Linked DNA regions of Mus musculus: all the other regions are linked to region 3. Evidence: chromatin contacts called from public Hi-C and promoter capture Hi-C data. All regions are on one chromosome and are shown on one strand. The core of a region is the stretch at or near the end of the contact, and the rest is flanking DNA. Distances in the headings are between cores, read along the strand shown. Region 1 holds the start of Dram2 (DNA-damage regulated autophagy modulator 2). Region 2 holds the start of Atp5pb (ATP synthase peripheral stalk-membrane subunit b). Region 3 holds the start of Prmt6 (protein arginine N-methyltransferase 6).

Region 1 (2,801 bases), core at 239-2,738, 3.7 Mb before region 3:
AAAGAGCAAAATATAGCTGGGTGGTGGTGCACACCTGTGATTCCAGCACTAAGAAGGTAGAGAGAAGCAGGGGGATCCCTGAGTTGGTGCGGATCTGGTCTACACAGCAAGTACCAGAACAGCCAAGGATACATAGTGAAACTTTGTCTAGAAAAAAAACCCAACCAACCATAAAAAAAAGAAGAAAAGAAGAAAAGAAGAAGAAGAAGAAGAAGAAGAAGAAGAAGAAGAAGAAGAAGAAGAAGAAAGCAAAATGTAGTTTAGAAAAGAAAGTGCTATGCAATAAAATGTAATTGGTAATGTGAGAGTCAGATTTACCTACTTCGTTTCTTAAAAGGAAGGGTTGTGTCTTTATGACCAGCTGTACAGGGACTTCAGTTATTCTCAGCATAGGCTAAATATGTAGCAAAATGATTTTGAAGCTTCAAATCTCATCGAATGCCAATAGTTTTAAATTGGTAATGCTCCAAATGTCTTATACAGTTTCCTTGTGTTTGAGCCAGTCAATTCAACACACATTCTGAACACATTCCTGACAGTTGTAAAGTAGAAAGGAAATATTCTAACAACTTACAAAGTTCCTATACTCGTTGAAAACTGACTATGAATTTGCCTCCTGCTGCAATAGACGTTGCCTGGTGAGTTAGAGTTTTAGCAATGCCATATATTCAACAGCAATGATACAACATTGGTAAAAACTGGTATCAAAATGCCAAGCATCAAACTGGAAAACTCAAACTCGGTAAAATGTAAAGCTTGAGGTTCAGCCAAGCATTCCTGGGAACACAGGCAAAAACCCCAGCAATCTCCTTCTAAGAACGCGACTGAAATAAAACTCTAGCTGGCAATCTCTGAGCCTGTCAATATGGGTTGAAATTTCTAGAAAAGTTGCCCAACAAGAAGCGTGGCCCGAGCCAGGAAACATCACTAACCGCCTCCCAAAAGGACAGCAAAGACCGCACAGGATGCTGCACGGTTCTTGGACTTGGCAACACCGGGCCAGGAGGGTGTGGACCCGCCAGACAAGGTCGGTTCCGCGAAGCCAGCGCCCCAGCCCTCGGCTCACCGGGGGTTAGCCTGGGGTGCTCCCTCCCACGACCACGGCTCGCATACCGCGCAGGCGCCCCTCCACCTCCGACTCCGGAGCCTTCGGGACTGGCCGTCGCCCCTCGCCGTGCCCACAACCCCGCGCGCGAGGCCACCCAGCGCCAGCAAGGACGGCGTTCCCCTTCAGCTAGTCCGTCCGCAGCTACCCAGTTCTGTCTAGCCCAGAGCCTCCGGCCCTCGCTCCGCTCCTCCCGGGACAAAACCGCCCCGCCACGTCCGCAACATCCCCGCCCCTTCCCTAGGCCGGGCCCCCGCAGCCTTACCCCGAACCCAACAAGCACAAGCCTAGAAATAGCAACTCCGACTCCAGGCGACTGAGTGACTGATAGGCGGCAGCACGTTCACGACACTTTCACGATTGCCGTAAAGAGGGGGGACTCAGAAAAGGTTGAGGCGCGCCTCCGAGCTACTCGGGAGCGCGCCCCGGGGCTCCGCCCAGGCTCCTACAGTGGGCCTGTTCTGCACTTTGAGGCTGGAGCTGGCTGGTCGGGGACAGGAAAGAAGGTGAGTGGGAGGGGGAAAAGTGCCTGGCCTGGCGCTCGGCAGGTTTTCTACTTGGGTGCTGTGTCGAAGTGTGGTTCGCAAGCCAAGAGCGAGGGCACAACGCGAGCCCCCTTGGTCCCACGGGCGCGCGAGCCACGCGAACCTCGGTAGCTTCACCTGGTTCCGTGAACTTCGTGACACCCACGACTAGAGTCGCGAGCCAGCTCCGGGAACCCACGAATCACGGGAGATGACAACTAGGCTGAGGTCTCCGCGTCCTACTTTTTCTCTTCTTTAGTACCTCTACCACCACTTCATCCCAAGCGATGCGTCGTGCCAAGCATGGTGTCCCTTATATTTTTCTGGTGCCAGGGACAGTGAAACTCTTGTACTACAAGACTTAGGAGTGTGTGTGCAAGGGGTTGCTTTTGTTGAATCAACTAAGGAAACCTTTGCCCTAATACCCTTTGTCATCCCTGTGCCCTTATTTCTACTTGGTTGGGGCTGAGGAAGTTCAAAACTGAGACCAGTGGTGACCTTGTGTTTACACAGAGCTCTGTCTCCACCCCATGATTGTGTTTCAAAGGGAGTGGTCCCTAGTTGAAAGGAAATCACAAGTCCTGGGAATCCTAACAGCTGCTTTCCTTTGTAAAGCACTGAGACAGGAATAAGTTTTCCAGCTTTCCCAATTTTAATTTACATACCGAATGCAACATTTTTTTAATCTATCGGGGCTGCGTTATCAAATTTTAATTTATTGGCAGTGAAACTAGATGCTTTGAGATTAGCCATTGGAAAATGTTACATTTGTCAAGAGGCCATATTAGAATTTAGGAAAATAGTCCTTGTTATGCTTTGTTTGTGGCCTGATATTTCTATTCGCCTCTGAAAAAAACCTGGGGCCACCTGTTCATTCACTTGGAACATCCAGAGTTTACACTTTTGTTATTCTTTAGTTATTACCACTTAGAAGAGACAACATTAAAAAGGTTCTTTTTATTACCAGTGGCTTTTAAATGCTTATGAAAATAAAAAATGTAACTGGATTTCTGACTCATGGAGCTTCAAAGTAAGCAGAGGAGATGGGTAAGAGATGCAAAAAAATTTGTTAAATATCCTTACTGTTGTGTGAAGTTTTCTTATATATTTTTAAGTCATCTTAAAGCTTTCTTTTTTGGTTCTGGAAATTGAACTTAAGGCCTCTTGTTTGC
Region 2 (2,700 bases), core at 56-2,555, 4.3 Mb before region 3:
TTGGTTCCCAGAACCTATGCTGGGCTGCCCACAGCAACCTCTAACTCCAGCTGCAGATCTAATACCTTTTTCTCTGCCTCTGCAAGCACACACGCACACAAAAATAAAATTATTAAAAAAAAAAAAAAGAGTTTGACATTCTTTGGAGAAAGCAGGGCTGGCATTAACAGTACATAAAAAAAGACCCAAGACACAGATGAGGTTAATTCAGGTTTTCTTGGTTTTGCTATGTTTAGATTTTATTGCAATAGGGATATGAGCTCTGAAGGGTTTTAAGTGGGGGGAACTGCCAAGATCTCTCTGCTACATTGAGAATGGACTGTATTGGGATAAAAACAGATGTTAAGACTGAAAGCCTAGTGAAATTGTCCATTTCAGAACTGTGGGCAGCGGCTTCATGCTGTAACAATGGTAGTGAAAGTAGTCAGACTCAAAGCATCCTCACGAGTTGAGTCTTACTGACGGATTAGAGGATGGAGCTACTGTGTAGCTGTCTCTAGGACTAGGGTTGTTACTGTGATCTCCACAAAGTTATCCACTGTCACATTATGTGATCATCAACACAAGCATTTACGAAGCCATATGTGTTTTCGGCCTCCTGATATGGTTAATAAAAGATGGAAATCTGGAAGACACCCAAAACAATAGGTTTTATTTTGCTGTATTTAACCAGATCTGTCCTTGGGGGTAAGTAAGCCAGTAACTTGGTTGTGTGTCGCTGAAGGTCACAACGAGGGGTGAGCCTCTCTTTGGTGTTTGTCAGAGGAAGGAACAGGATCATGTTCAAGGCAATTAGAAGAACAAACGTCCGAATGAGTATGCAAGCTGGCTAACGTGAAGGAAAACAGCAATTTTTGGCTTGACGCTAGGAAATGGAAAGAGAATAAGACGTGGTGACACTCACCCTGGACCTAGGGCGGCCGCGTTCTTCAGACACGGGGCTGGAAATACACAAGACGGAGGTTAGCAAAGTCAAGGAGAAATCGCGTTTCTACCTTCCCGGGTGTCGGCCCTGGCATCCGTCTCTGCCGCGCCCTGAGATGCTGGGCGGCCCGGGAGCTCTCCAGATCGCTCCCGTGGGTGAGCTCGGGCCCAAACGCCGCAGTCCGTCCTCTACCCGCTTCCCGCCTCCCCGGCCTGGCTTCTTCCTAGTCACCCTGCTACGCTAACCTAGGCTCTACGTCTCTCACCCGCTGTGGCGGCAGCAGAAAGCACCACCCGGGACAGCATTGTCTGCGAAGAGCGGGACAGCGGGCTCCGTGTCCCTGTGACCCCGACCCGAGCCTGTCAGGGGCAGGAGCAAGATGGCCGCTCGCACATCTCGCGAGAAGAGATCAGCTCGCTTTTTCTCGGAAGTTCTCGGCTTTTTCCCCGCCCCCTCCCCACTATCGCGAGAAGAGGAGAAAAAATGGGTGGGGCTGAGGGAGGGAAACAAACAAAATCCCGCTGCGGGGACAGGAGACGGAAAAGCAGGCTGGAAGGGTAGACACAATTCTCGCGAGAAGTAGAGCGAATTCCCTCGGAGAGGGGCGGTTGCGCAGAGGTACACCACGTGTGCGGTCCCTCCGGCGCCGAGTCAGGGTCTCTCGTCGAGTCTGGGTCTAGGTTAGATTTGGAATCGTGGAGATGCGGAAGGACACCCCTCCTCCGCTCGTGCCCCCGGCGGCCCGCGAGTGGAACCTGCCCCCCAATGCGCCCGCATGCATGGAACGTCAATTGGAGGCTGCACGGTACCGGTCTGGTGAGCCGAGATCCCGGGGCCTGGAAGCCCCTTTACCCCCAGTCTCGGGTGCCCTCTCCCGGTGCTGACCCTCTCGAGTCCTCCCAGCGCCGTGTGGCCCTCCTCGGCCATACCTGGCGTCCTGGCCCTGCCCCAGCTCAGCTCCACAAATCCGATCTCAGATTCAGACTGGTCCCGCCACGGGGTTCTGTGAGGTTACCATAGAAACAAGGCCTTCCATCTGACACCTTATAACTTTGCTCTCCCCACCGTAGATGGTTCCCTTCTGCTCGGGGTCTCCAGCCTGAGTGGTCGCTGCTGGGTAGGTTCTCTGTGGTTTTTCAAGGATCCTAGTGCGGCCCCCAACGAAGGTTTCTGCTCTGCTGGCGTCCAGACCGAGGCTGGAGTAGCTGACCTCACTTGGGTGGGGGACAAAGGTATCCTAGTGGCTTCTGATTCAGGTGAGTGATCCCCCTCCCCTGGAATTGAAGAGTTGGGTACAGGGTAGGATGGGAAAAGGTGTTTTATTATTTAGAAGCAGGGTTGTTTACCTTATTGGCTTGGCTGTCCCAGAAACTAAGTAGACCAGGCTGGCCTTGAACTCACAGAAGTCTTCCTCTGTGCTGTAATTAAAGACGTGTGCCACCGTGCCTAGCCTCCTGTTTTCTTTTGCTGTTGTGTTTGCTATGTGCTGTGAATTGACTCACCTTGCTAGGCAACTGCTCTGTCACTGGACAGTCCTTAATCCCACCTTTCTTTGAGTGTCAGGCTGAGAAATGTAGGCTTTGGCATTAAAAAAGACAAAGAAATGAAGTTGGTAGGTGATGGAGGGTAAATGTTGGACAAGCTAGGGATGAATATAGTCAGACTACATTGTATGCGTGTATGGAGTTCTCAGAATTAAGCAGATTAAAGAAAGTCAGAATTTATATAAGTTGGTGGAAGCTGGGTATAGGTGCTGCCTGTAATCCCAGCAGCCG
Region 3 (2,728 bases), core at 98-2,597:
GCACACTGCATCAGTCCTTGGTCAGGGATGCTCACTTTTAAAATAAACACTGCCAGAAGAATGTCCTCAAATGAAGACTGGAGCGGTGAGGTAAAAGAGACAGCTATGTCCCCAACTTGCATAGGCGATCTCCCTTTCTCTTCGGACCTTCCGAAGAAGGTGGAGGGGGAGAAAAGGCAACGCTCAGTCCTCCATGGCAAAGTCTTTGGTCTTTTCCTCATGGTCTCCCACTTTGTAGCGCAGAAGTATGCGCAGACGCCGGGGGTTGTCCGGGGAGGGCAGCAGGGTGATCTCTCCGGAAATGTCCGTATCTTGTTCCACCGGCACCGGCTCGTTCAAGTAGAGGAGCGCCTGCTTCCAGTGGGTGGCCGGGTGAAAAGGCGAGGTGGACAGCACCAGAGGTTTCTCCGAGTCCCCTCCGGGAAAGGTCACTTGAAACCAGACGGCGAAACCATGTAGAGGCGCGGAACCATAGCAGCTGCAGCGGAAGCGCCCGCCCACACCAGCCTCCAGCTCCTGCTCCAGGCCGGCTCGGGCCAGCTCGAGCTGGGCAAAGCGCTGCGGCCGGGCCAGCACGTCCTCTCCGGACAGATCCTGCACCACGATCTCCGAATGGCCCATGAGGCAGCGCGTGGCGAAGCTCTCCATGCAGCTCATATCCACGCCATAGTGCTGCTTCACCTGGCTCCAGAAACCCAGACGCCACTCGAGCATCTGGTCGCTAATCGGGGCCACGAAGAGCTCCGCGGAAGCTGGCAGGAGGAGACCGCCCTCCTTCAGCCATTTGGTCCGCGCGTGGAGCACGGAGCTCAGCATGGACTCGTGCAGAAGTCCGTAGCCCATCCACTCGCTGACGATGGCGTCCACTCGCTCCGGCAGCTCCACGGTCTCCACCGGGCCCGGCAGGACGTGCACGCGGTCCTCCAACCCGTTGAGCCGCACCACCTCCCGGGCCTGTTGCCAGATGGCGCTGGCCTCCACCGCGTACACGCGCCGTGCCCCGGCCTGGGCACAGAAGATGCTGAGAATGCCGGTGCCCGCGCCCACGTCCAGCACCGTCTTGCCTCGCAGCGCGGCCCAGTTCTTCAGGATGCCTAAGCGGTAGGCTTCGGTGCGGACCTGGTCGGCGATCATCTCCTCGTGGACCGAGACGTCGGAGTAGCACTCGTAGTACAGCTGGTCCCGCTCGCTCTTGGTCCTCCGGGGTCGTGGCGGGGCCGCCTCCTGCTCCCCGCCATTTTCCTCCTCGGCTCCCTCCCCTCCGGCGCCGGCGCCTCCGCTGTCCCCCGACTCAAGCTTTCTTTTCTTGCTCAGCGACATCTTGGCCCCGGCAGCCGACCCCCAGCATTCGTTGCGCGGTGCGGTGCGCAGGCTCAGAGTCCCCGGGGCCTGCTGGGATTCGTAGTCCGCTTCCTGCATCCCGCTTCCTGAGGGCAGAGGCTCAACCAGAGTCAATCTTGGCACACCGTTATTTTCCTCTAACGCCATGACAAGTTGTTCTCTAAGACCACACTATTTTCCCGAGATCCTTTCAGTTTTTGCCCTTTCCTTTTACCCCTTGTCAGGGTTCTCTAGAGTCACAGAACGTATGGGTAGCCTCTGTAGAGTAAGAGAATTTGTTGATGACTTACAATCTGTAGTCCCCAAAGATGGTCAGCAGCAGCTGTGAATGAAAATCCAAGGATCTAGCAGCTGCTCAGTCCCACACGGCGTCCTGGCAGAAAAAGTGAGTTTTCCTTCTTCCAGTGACCTTATGTAGGCCTCCCGCAGGTGTGTCCCAGAATAAAGGTGTGTATCACCACTTCCGGATCTGGGACTTCCTTTTCCCAGGCTGACCTTGAGCTTTTGTCTCAAGTTTCCTGGGATTAAAGGCATGTACTACCTTGCCTGAGGCTAAACTTTTCATGGCCATATGCCTCAAGATCTTCCTGCCAAGGCCGGGCGTGGTGGCTCACGCCTTTAAACCCAACACTTGGGAGGCAGAGGCAGGCGAATTTCTGAGTTCGAGGCCAGCCTGGTCTACAGAGTGAGTTCTAATACAGCCAAGGCTACACAGAGAAACCCTGCCTCAAAGAAAAAATAAACAAACAAAAAAACCTCCACTCGGTTCAAGTCAGAAACCTGTGTCTTTCAGCCTCAAGATCACAGGTGAGTGAGCCTTCCAATTCTGGACTGTAGTTCACTCCAGATATAGTCTAGTTGATGATAGCCAGGAATAGTCACTACACTCATTTTTACACATTCTTGATGTAGGCACACCACTTACAGCTACAAGTCTATGTTTCCCTCACAGGACCTCCCCCGCCCCCCACTACTGAATTATGTGGCACAGTTCTTGTCCCTTCTCTGACAGTTGTAACTCACCAAACTCTCTGTTCTAACCAGAGTTAGGATACAAAGAATATGTATGACGCAAAGTGAAAACCAAATAATACAAGATCTTGATTCTGAGTCCAAAGTGATCCCTGAGGTACGTTAAGCTCCAGGGCAAATACTGAAGAAGTGCTGTGGCCATGAAATGTATCAGCCACCACTGTGTCTCTGGAGAATAGTTTACTTGGTCTTGAGTCCTGTTCTGAAACTTCTGTAGTTCAAACTAAAGAACAATTAACATCAAGGGTATGATATTCTCAAACCCATTTCCAGTGTCTTTGGTGACCAGCTTATATATACACATACATACACTTAAATCTATGTATCTGTGTAAAAACACTTGCTTGGAGAAATG

Evidence for each region. Promoter capture Hi-C pulls out the DNA fragments that hold promoters and counts their contacts. A called contact is a pair of places that touch in the nucleus more often than the background predicts.
Region 1: a contact with region 3 is called in a Hi-C map of uterus, with 7 times the contacts expected there. The contact joins the promoter of Dram2 here to the promoter of Prmt6 in region 3. A contact is called at or near these places in 1 of 39 promoter capture datasets (pre-B cells) and 1 of 484 Hi-C or Micro-C datasets (uterus).
Region 2: a contact with region 3 is called in a promoter capture Hi-C map of liver, with 3 times the contacts expected there. The contact joins the promoter of Atp5pb here to the promoter of Prmt6 in region 3. A contact is called at or near these places in 1 of 39 promoter capture datasets (liver) and 1 of 484 Hi-C or Micro-C datasets (muscle stem cells).

Annotation. Positions count from the first base shown.
Region 1 is chr3:106,546,310-106,549,110 of GRCm38.p6, forward strand. Dram2 (DNA-damage regulated autophagy modulator 2) reads left to right here and starts at 1,489. Exons shown (of 9, transcript NM_026013.3): 1 at 1,489-1,611. Cept1 (choline/ethanolaminephosphotransferase 1) reads right to left here and starts at 1,493. Exons shown (of 9, transcript NM_133869.4): 1 at 1,371-1,493.
Region 2 is chr3:105,957,958-105,960,657 of GRCm38.p6, forward strand. It overlaps Atp5pb (ATP synthase peripheral stalk-membrane subunit b), which reads right to left and starts at 1,306. Exons shown (of 7, transcript NM_009725.5): 1 at 1,191-1,306; 2 at 905-941. The coding sequence starts at 1,230. Wdr77 (WD repeat domain 77) reads left to right here and starts at 1,541. Exons shown (of 10, transcript NM_027432.3): 1 at 1,541-1,741; 2 at 1,996-2,181. The coding sequence starts at 1,627.
Region 3 is chr3:110,249,652-110,252,379 of GRCm38.p6, forward strand. It overlaps Prmt6 (protein arginine N-methyltransferase 6), which reads right to left and starts at 1,348. Exons shown (of 1, transcript NM_178891.5): 1 at 1-1,348. The coding sequence starts at 1,320. The coding sequence ends at 184.